2 separate regions of the Ovis aries genome follow, and region 2 is linked to region 1. Evidence: chromatin contacts called from public Hi-C data. All regions are on one chromosome and are shown on one strand. The core of a region is the stretch at or near the end of the contact, and the rest is flanking DNA. Distances in the headings are between cores, read along the strand shown. Region 1 holds the start of MARK2 (microtubule affinity regulating kinase 2). Region 2 overlaps MACROD1 (mono-ADP ribosylhydrolase 1).

Region 1 (3,652 bases), core at 691-3,190:
TGCTCCGCGCCCGGCACACAGGCAGCCGCCGCCGGACCTGCTGCTCCCAACATGGCCGCCACCACCGCCGGTCCTCGGCTCTTTCCGCCGGCAGCAGCCGGAAACATCCGAAGCGGCTAGAAACGGGAGGGAGGCGCTCCTTCTCCTCCCAGCCACCGACTACTGGTGAATTCCGGAAACACCCGAAGAAGGTAATCCTGGGGACGCGCGCTGCTCCGCGATTCCGAAGACCAAGCTTCGGCTCTGTTTACGGAAATCTACGAAGAGACTCCGGGTACTCCAGCCACGCCTACAGGCCTTTCCCCGCCCACTTCAAGCAGGTTTTCGGCAGTTTCCGGAAACACCCGAAGCCTCTCCGCGCGCTGGGAGCGGGCCACGCCCCCATCCCGCCCCGCCGCGGACGGCGGTCGTCGGCCATTTCCGGCAACACCCGAGATCGGGCGAGTCTCGGGTCATTCCCTCGGATGGTACCCAAAGTCTGACTCTTCGTTTCTTTCCGTCAGTTTTCGGGTATTTGCAAATCTTGACCAGGGAGCGTAGATCACGTGTGCGTGTTACTATTTGACTAAGTAGAAAATAAAACTGTTAAGCCCTGGTATTGACATCGTTTGGTTCTAAAGCAACTTCCTATCTGTGTGTCCGTTCCTCTTAGTCAGCTCATTAAATACATCTCGTTTATCATCCAGCCTATCTATCAACATGTGAGTCTCCTGTCAGATGCAGCGTTAGTCTATTACCTGTCTACCTACCGTTCATCACCTGTTGTTGTCCATCTTGGCTTCTATTTGTCTATCCGTGTACCCCACATCTAATCCACAGGGCTTCTCAAGGTCCCTGGCAAACACCAGGTAAACGTCCTTGGCTCCCAGCTGCCAAAGTCTTCAGAGATTCCCTCAACCCTGCATTCTACCTCTAGCTCTTTGCAGTGAAAATGCAATGGGATCTTGGGGAAAAAAATCACATAATATCTCTGTTTAGCTCCTCAATGTCCCTATCTTGAAAGAATCCATGCCTTTGTTCCCGTGATGACATTCTAAATAATATCTTTGGATTTGTACCTTTTTTATTTTTTTCTTTCAAAAAAAAGTCTTCTAATTGTTCAAAATAGCACAAAACGGCATTGCACTATGGCAATATTGAGTCATGCCAGTTCCCTTTTTAAATATCCCTCTGAGGTTGGGCAGGAGAGACATTCTCATCTTTAATCACATTTCACTTATCCCTTCTAAAACAAGGAAACTCATGGGGAAAATAAAAGAGAGAAACTGGTTGAAAAATGAGGATTCTTCAGGATGGCACAAAGAATGAACAACTGGAGGCGTTCCTTTCCTTTATGGGCCTGTTTTCCTATTAATGAATAGAGGTCACTATTCATAAGCTTGAGGTCCCTCTCATCTCTGGAGAGCCTCTTACTTTAACAGGAAGTCCATGTGGCAATCCAAGTTCACTCTTCACTTCCCCCTAGGTTACCTCACCAAGGACAGTGAATAGACCGGCAGGTGTGATTCCTCTGGCTGTCCCCACCCATTGTACCCCAGACATGTTGGAAAACCATCCCTCAAAGCTACCCTAGGTTCAACAGCAGTTTAAGGTAGACAGAAGCCAGAATCCCCACAAGACCCAAAGACCAACCTCAAGCAGCGAGTCTGCAGAAGGTACAGAGAGAGGCCCAAGAGCTTGCAGGAAAAGAGTGTGGATTGGACCTCTGACACTTGACTTCCAACTCCAGCTCCAGCATTTTGAGCAGAACCCTTGGCTAAGTCAACCAGAGAAACAGGCAGCCAGACAGAGCAATGAGAGGTAGCTATGAACGCACTTCCTAAGGCAACAGGTATGACTTACAGTCCTAATAAATGCGTGGGACTCCAGGACACCGCTCCATGCTCCACCTCGGCTCCATTCAGGCACCCAGCCCTTGAGGAAGAAGCTGATGAAGAAACACAGAAGGAGGTGAGAGGGAAAAAGAGGAAGAGGTGAAGCCGGAGGACACACCCCCACCCCAAATTCATCCGGAAAATCCATGAGAATAGTCTGCCCTCTGGTGGCCAAAGGGAGACTCACCGCTGAATCCTGGGCGGGGAAATAGCCTCAAAGGCTGGGGTCCCTGCAGAAAGGAAAAAGGGGAAAGGGTTGGAGAAGTAAATGGAGCTGCCCTCAGCGGGCTTCCCTGGCCCCTGTCCCGGGAGACTTGACTACGCTCGCTCTGCCTCTTGCATGCTTCCGTTCCCCTCGAGTTCTCATCCCTGTATTCTGCCCCTTGGCCCCTGCCCCCATCCTACATTCTCTCCTCTTCCTCACAAGGCTGCCTAACCGGTCTCCCTGCCTAGACTCCCTCCAACTTGCCCCACCAGACAAGCCAGAATAATCTTCCTGAAGTCCAGCTCCAATTACAGCTCTGCTGCTAGAAGGCTCTCACCAGCTCCCTTGCGGGCTAGGCAGGCTGACTTTGTGGGCCTATGACCTGTGCAGTCTCACAAAGTCACTCTTAGAAGGGCCTTAAACTTGAAGCTTGATATAATGCTCTACTGTTACCCCTCTTGAAATTTTTACCAAGGGGCCCCTGCCTATTCAAATTGCCCTGGGCCCCACAGATTTTGTAGCTGGTCCTGGCAGTAGAAGACTTTAGCCTGCGTTGAAAACTTTGCCCAAGACTTCTGGCGGCCCAGGGGTTAAGACTGCTTCTACTGCAATGGATGTGGGTTTGATCTCTGGGTGGAGAACTAAGTTTCCACATGCCAAGTGGCACAACCAAAAAAAAAAGAAAGTAAAAGAAAACTTTATACAATCTGACCTCAACCTTGTGAATATCCTCTCTAATTACATATCACTGGTTGACACCTCCCTGTAATTCGTGCCCTGCCACCGAGCTCTCTCACCTTCATTCCGCTCAATTGCCAGTCAGTTCAGGCTGATCAATTGCCCATCACCTATGTCATCTGGAATTCAGGATGTATTGATACTTCAAGATCCAGTTCAAATATCATCTTCTCATATCCCTGAACCCACCTAATCTCCTCAAAGATTAATTATTGCCACACATTTACCTCTCTCTAATCTGCAAATTCACTCATTCACAAATCTCTGCTGAGCACCTAATATGTGCAAGGCACAGTTCTAAGCTCTTCAGGTGTATCAGTGAGCAAAATAGTCGAAGATCTCCACCTTTGGGGAACTTACATCTCCACTGGGGAAAGAAAGACAACAAACATAGTAGTTAATATTAAGTTCTTCCCCCCCAAATAAAAGGAACTCGAGTCAGCTAAGGGGGATCAATGAAAAGCAAGTTGCAGAATTAGGCGCTCAGTGCAGGCTTCACTCAGAGAAGGCGATGGCACCCCACTCCAGTACTCTTGCCTGGAAACTCCCATGGATGGAGAAGCCTGGTGGGCTGTAGTCCACGGAGTCGCTAAGAGTCGGGCACGACTGAGCGACTTCAGTTTCACTTTTCACTTTCATGCATCAGAGAAGGAAATGGCAACCCACTCCAGTGTTCTTGCCTGGAGAATCCCAGGAACTGGGGAGCCTGGTGGGCTGCCGTCTGTGGGGTCGCACAGAGTCGGACACTGAAGCGGCTTAGTAGCAGCAGCAGCAGGCTTCACTGAGAAGGTGACATTTGAGCTGACTTGGAGGAGGGGAGGAAGGGAGTTCTGCA
Region 2 (4,036 bases), core at 666-3,165, 270 kb before region 1:
GATAAATCTGACAGTCTGCAGATGGATAGAAGGGGGAAGGAAGAGAAAGGAAAGACTGGGCAAAGTCTGGGGCCACCCACTGAGAAGGTAGGAAGGACGGAGGGGTCTGAGGTTCAGTTCTGCACGCAGAGAGTTTGGGGATGAGAGCAGGCTGCAGGCCTTTGGGGGCAGATGCTCAGGAGAGATGAGAGCTGGAGGTGCAGCCCGGGATTTGGGATGCACGGAACTGATGTGAAGACCATGGAGAGAGACTTCCCTGGTGGTCCAGCGGTTGGGACTTCGCCTTCCAGTGCAGGGGTGTGTGTGGGTTCCATCCTTGAGCTAAGATCTCACATTCCCTAGGGCCAGAAAGCCAAAACATTTTTCAAAAAAGCCAGAAACGATTTTGTAACAAACTCAGCAGAGACTTTAAACGTGATCTACATAAGAAAAAAAAAAATCTTTAAAAGAAAAAGAAAGGAGGGTGTGGATTAAGGAAGTAGGGAGGCCACAAGGAGGCTGTGGAGGGCCAGGGAGCGGCCTGGGGCCAGGAGGCGGGGTCCAGAGAGGGAAGAAGGGGTCGGGGGTGCTGAGCACACAGGGGAGGCCAGGAAGGGCCACTGAGTGAGTTCAAGCGGCCAGCGTGGTGCCTCTGACCTTGGCCTTGACGGAGAGGTGGGGTTGGGGGGAGGAGGACGTGAAGACAGAAAGAACGTAGGCGGTGGAGGAGAGGAGCAGAGAGAGGAGGCCACAGCTACAGTGCATGGCATGCGGGGTCGAGGGAGGGTTCTGTTTTTGTAGAGTGGGTACAGGAGAAGGTGTTTGAGGGCAGCCTGGTGGAGGGGGAGCGCAGGAGGAGTCCTCGGGAGGTGAGCTGGGCAGTGTCGGCTGGGAGGATGGACCTTCGTGCCCACTGACCCGAGAGAAGGAGAACGCGATGTGGGCAGGTGTGTGTGTGGAGGGGAGGCAGCACCCTGTAGCTGTCTGACTGGGAGGACGAGTGGAGGAGGCTTGGAGAGGGAGAAGGGGGAGGGGAGACTCACTTCCAAAGCAGCAGCTGCCTTGGCCACCTGGGGGAGTTGAAGAGCTTAGAGGGGGCCTCCGCTCGGTTGGTGGGAGTTTTCTCCAGTGGTTTGCAGCTCTTGGGGCAGACCGGAGACATTGGGGGTACCTCTTCCAGGAGGCTGGTCCAGCCTCCCCTCTGCTCGGTCAGGCCCCAGACCTCACCTTGCCTCCCAGGCTTGGTGCGTGGTTCGTGCGTGCGTGCTAAGCTGCTTCAGTCGAGTCCGACTCTTTGTGACCCCGTGGACTGTAGCCCACGAGGCTCCTCTGTCCATGGGATTCTCCAGGCACGAATACTGGAGTGGGTTGCTATTTCCTTCTCCAGGGGGTCTTTCTGACCCAGGGATCGAACCTGTGTCTCTTATGTCTCCTGCCTTGGGTTCTTCACCACTGGCGCCACCTTGGAAGCCTTGGTGCGTGGTGGGAGCTCAGTAAATGCCTGTTAACTGACTGATGTGTGTTCGGACTGCCAGGGAGAGGCAGAGCCTGGATGGAGTGGTGCAGGGGAGCGGGTGGACGGAGCCTGGCTGCCCTGGTGGCCTGGGGCCGGCAGGGGGAGCCCACGAGCCGCAAGCCTGGACCGCTGCTCCCCTGCCTGGTGCGGCCCAAAGGGAAGACCAGGCCCAGCAAGGGGAACCAGCCTGGGTGGACCCAGAGTCTGTGAGCGGATGAGGAGGGCCTAGCTTCCCACACAAATCACTAGCCGTCTGACCACAGGTGGCCTCCGAACCTTCCTGGGACCATTTGCTCATCTGTAAAATGGGGAGGATTCCAGCCACGCCCTTGATTCAAGCTGGGGACACCCCAGCGGGGCATCTGTGGGTGGGGAGCCCTCTGGCAATACAGGGGGCCTGCGGCAAACAGGCACCACACCTGCTTGGTTCTGCCGGTCTGTGAGGAGGACGGTTGTCCTGGTTCCCTGTGTCCTGCTGCCTACACATAACAGCAATGATGATGTAACTGATTGATGATGTAACTGATTCAGTGCCACCAACCTGCCTGGCCTTAGCATGTATGAGTAAGCTTGAAATCACTGTGCAAGGGCTGTCTTAATCCCCATTCTATACATGAGGATGCTAGGGGCTCAGAGGTGTGGAAGCAGCTGGCAATTGGCAGAGTTTAATTCTGAACCCCTGAGGCACCCTCCACCTCCATGAGCCTCAATTTCCCTTCCTAACAAAGGGGGCGGGACAAGATCTTCCAGGGGACCCTCCTTCCACATGCCCTCCCTGTGAGCTTTCGGAAGGGTGAATGCACAGGGCTGCTTTGCATCCTTGGACAGAGTGAGCCGTCCCTGGAAGTGGACAGGAGATCTGTGGGCGGTGGGGAGGCCCCTGGGCTGCTCCCCTCCCCGCCCGCCTGACTCCTGCCCCATCCCGCTGCAGCGTTTCTGAAGGGCCTTAGTGACAAACAACGGGAGGAGCATTACTTCTGCCGGGACTTCGTCAGGCTGAAGAAGATCCCGACGTGGAAGGAGACGGCGAAAGGTAGGCCCTGCGCTGGGGACCCAGCTGGCTGAGTGTGGTGTGGTCCCTTCAGACCCTTATCTGGGGAGCATCATCCAGACAAGGCCAAAGAGAAGAAGGGTGGCGGCATTTATGAGTGCTTGCTCTGTACCGGGCACTTTGAAGTATCACCTCTTTTCAGCCTGAGGTAGGTTTGGTAGTTTGTTGAAAAATGATTTCTTTCTTTCTTAAAAGAATATTTATTTGTTTGGCTGCACCAGGTCTTCGTTGCGGCCTGGGGGATCTTTGGTTTTGGCTTTAGTGCAGAATCTTAGTGGCAGCATTCGAGATCTAGGTCCCTGATTAGGGATGGAACCTGGGCCCCCTGTACTGGATGTGTGGCGTCTTAGCCACCGGAACCCCAGGGAAGTCCTTGGTTTGGCTCTTATCCCCGTTATGTCATTGGGAAACTGAGCCTTAGATGCACAATGCCGTGGCTGCTGGAGCGGGGACTTGCTGGCCTGGTGCAGTGGCCTGCAGGGCAGCGTCCTCATGAGGACCTCGGCCCTGCACGTTGCAGGACTGGTGACCGGGACCCCGGGCCAAGTCACGAAATGCTCCCAAGCCTCAGTTGTTTGATGTTGTTTAGTTGCTGAGTCGTGCCCGACTCGTTTGCGACCCCATGGGCTGTAGCCCACCAGTCCAGGGCTCCTCTGTCCATGGGGTTGTCCAGGCAAGAATGCTGGAGTGGGTTGCCATTTCCTTCTCCAGGGGATCTTCCCGACCCAGGGATTGAACCCTCCTCTCCTGCGCTGGCAGGCAGATTCTTTACCACTGAGCCACCTGGGAAGCCTCAGGTCTGGGTGACCCAGTGTGTAAAATGGGGATGGATGGCATGGCTTCTCTACCTGTGTGGAGCATTGCTGTGAAGATTCAAGGAGATGAGTGTGTGCTGCACATAGTAGGTGCTTGGTCGGTGTGGGCTGTCCTCAATCGCGTCATTGGTCCCCGCGAGGCACCCTGCCTCTGGCGGCAGAGGGCGGTTGATGGGGGCTTGCCTGACCAGGGTCCCTGGTGGCTTGCTCCACCGTGGGGGCCTCCCTGTGACCACCCCTCGGCCTCTGCTTGTTCCAGGGGTGACCGTGAAGGTGGAGGAGCCCAAATACAAGAAGGACAAGCAGCTCAACGAGAAGATCTCCCTGTTCCGAGGTGACATCACCAAGCTGGAGGTGGACGCCATCGTCAACGCCGGTGAGTGGGGCCTTCAGGCTGGGCCTGAGTCCAAGACCCGGGCGGCCGCCTCATCCCTGTGCCAGGCCCACCCGGACGCCACCTGGCTCCAGTGAGGCTCTGGTGGCCGGTTGAGGGTGGCCCGCTGGCGCCGCAGACGCCTCTCCCCGTGGAAAGCCTGACCCGTCGTGTCAGGGACGCCTTGGCTGAGCTGCCTCGAAGCTCTGAGACCCATTAGCGGCCGGGAGGGGAGAGAGCTGGGCTGGAATTGCGCCGGGCGGCCCTGCCAGGAAGGCAGAGGCCAGAGGGGGTGGTCCGAC

Evidence for each region. Hi-C and Micro-C count contacts between places; a contact is called where the count stands out from the background.
Region 2: a contact with region 1 is called in a Hi-C map of skin fibroblasts, with 4 times the contacts expected there. The contact joins the enhancer-like site here to the promoter of MARK2 in region 1. A contact is called at or near these places in 4 of 16 Hi-C or Micro-C datasets (liver, muscle, skin fibroblasts and 1 more).

The regions. Positions count from the first base shown.
Region 1 is chr21:38,650,558-38,654,209 of ARS-UI_Ramb_v3.0, reverse strand. It overlaps MARK2 (microtubule affinity regulating kinase 2), which reads right to left and starts at 1,940. Exons shown (of 19, transcript XM_060404076.1): 1 at 1,843-1,940.
Region 2 is chr21:38,919,665-38,923,700 of ARS-UI_Ramb_v3.0, reverse strand. It overlaps MACROD1 (mono-ADP ribosylhydrolase 1), which reads left to right. Exons shown (of 9, transcript XM_060404077.1): 2 at 2,427-2,528; 3 at 3,621-3,737. Among named protein-coding and RNA genes, the nearest start is that of MACROD1, 10 kb to the left of the region's middle. Within about 2 kb of position 1,915, at least 7 of the 54 cell types and tissues checked have an H3K27ac peak or open chromatin away from gene starts, as enhancers often do.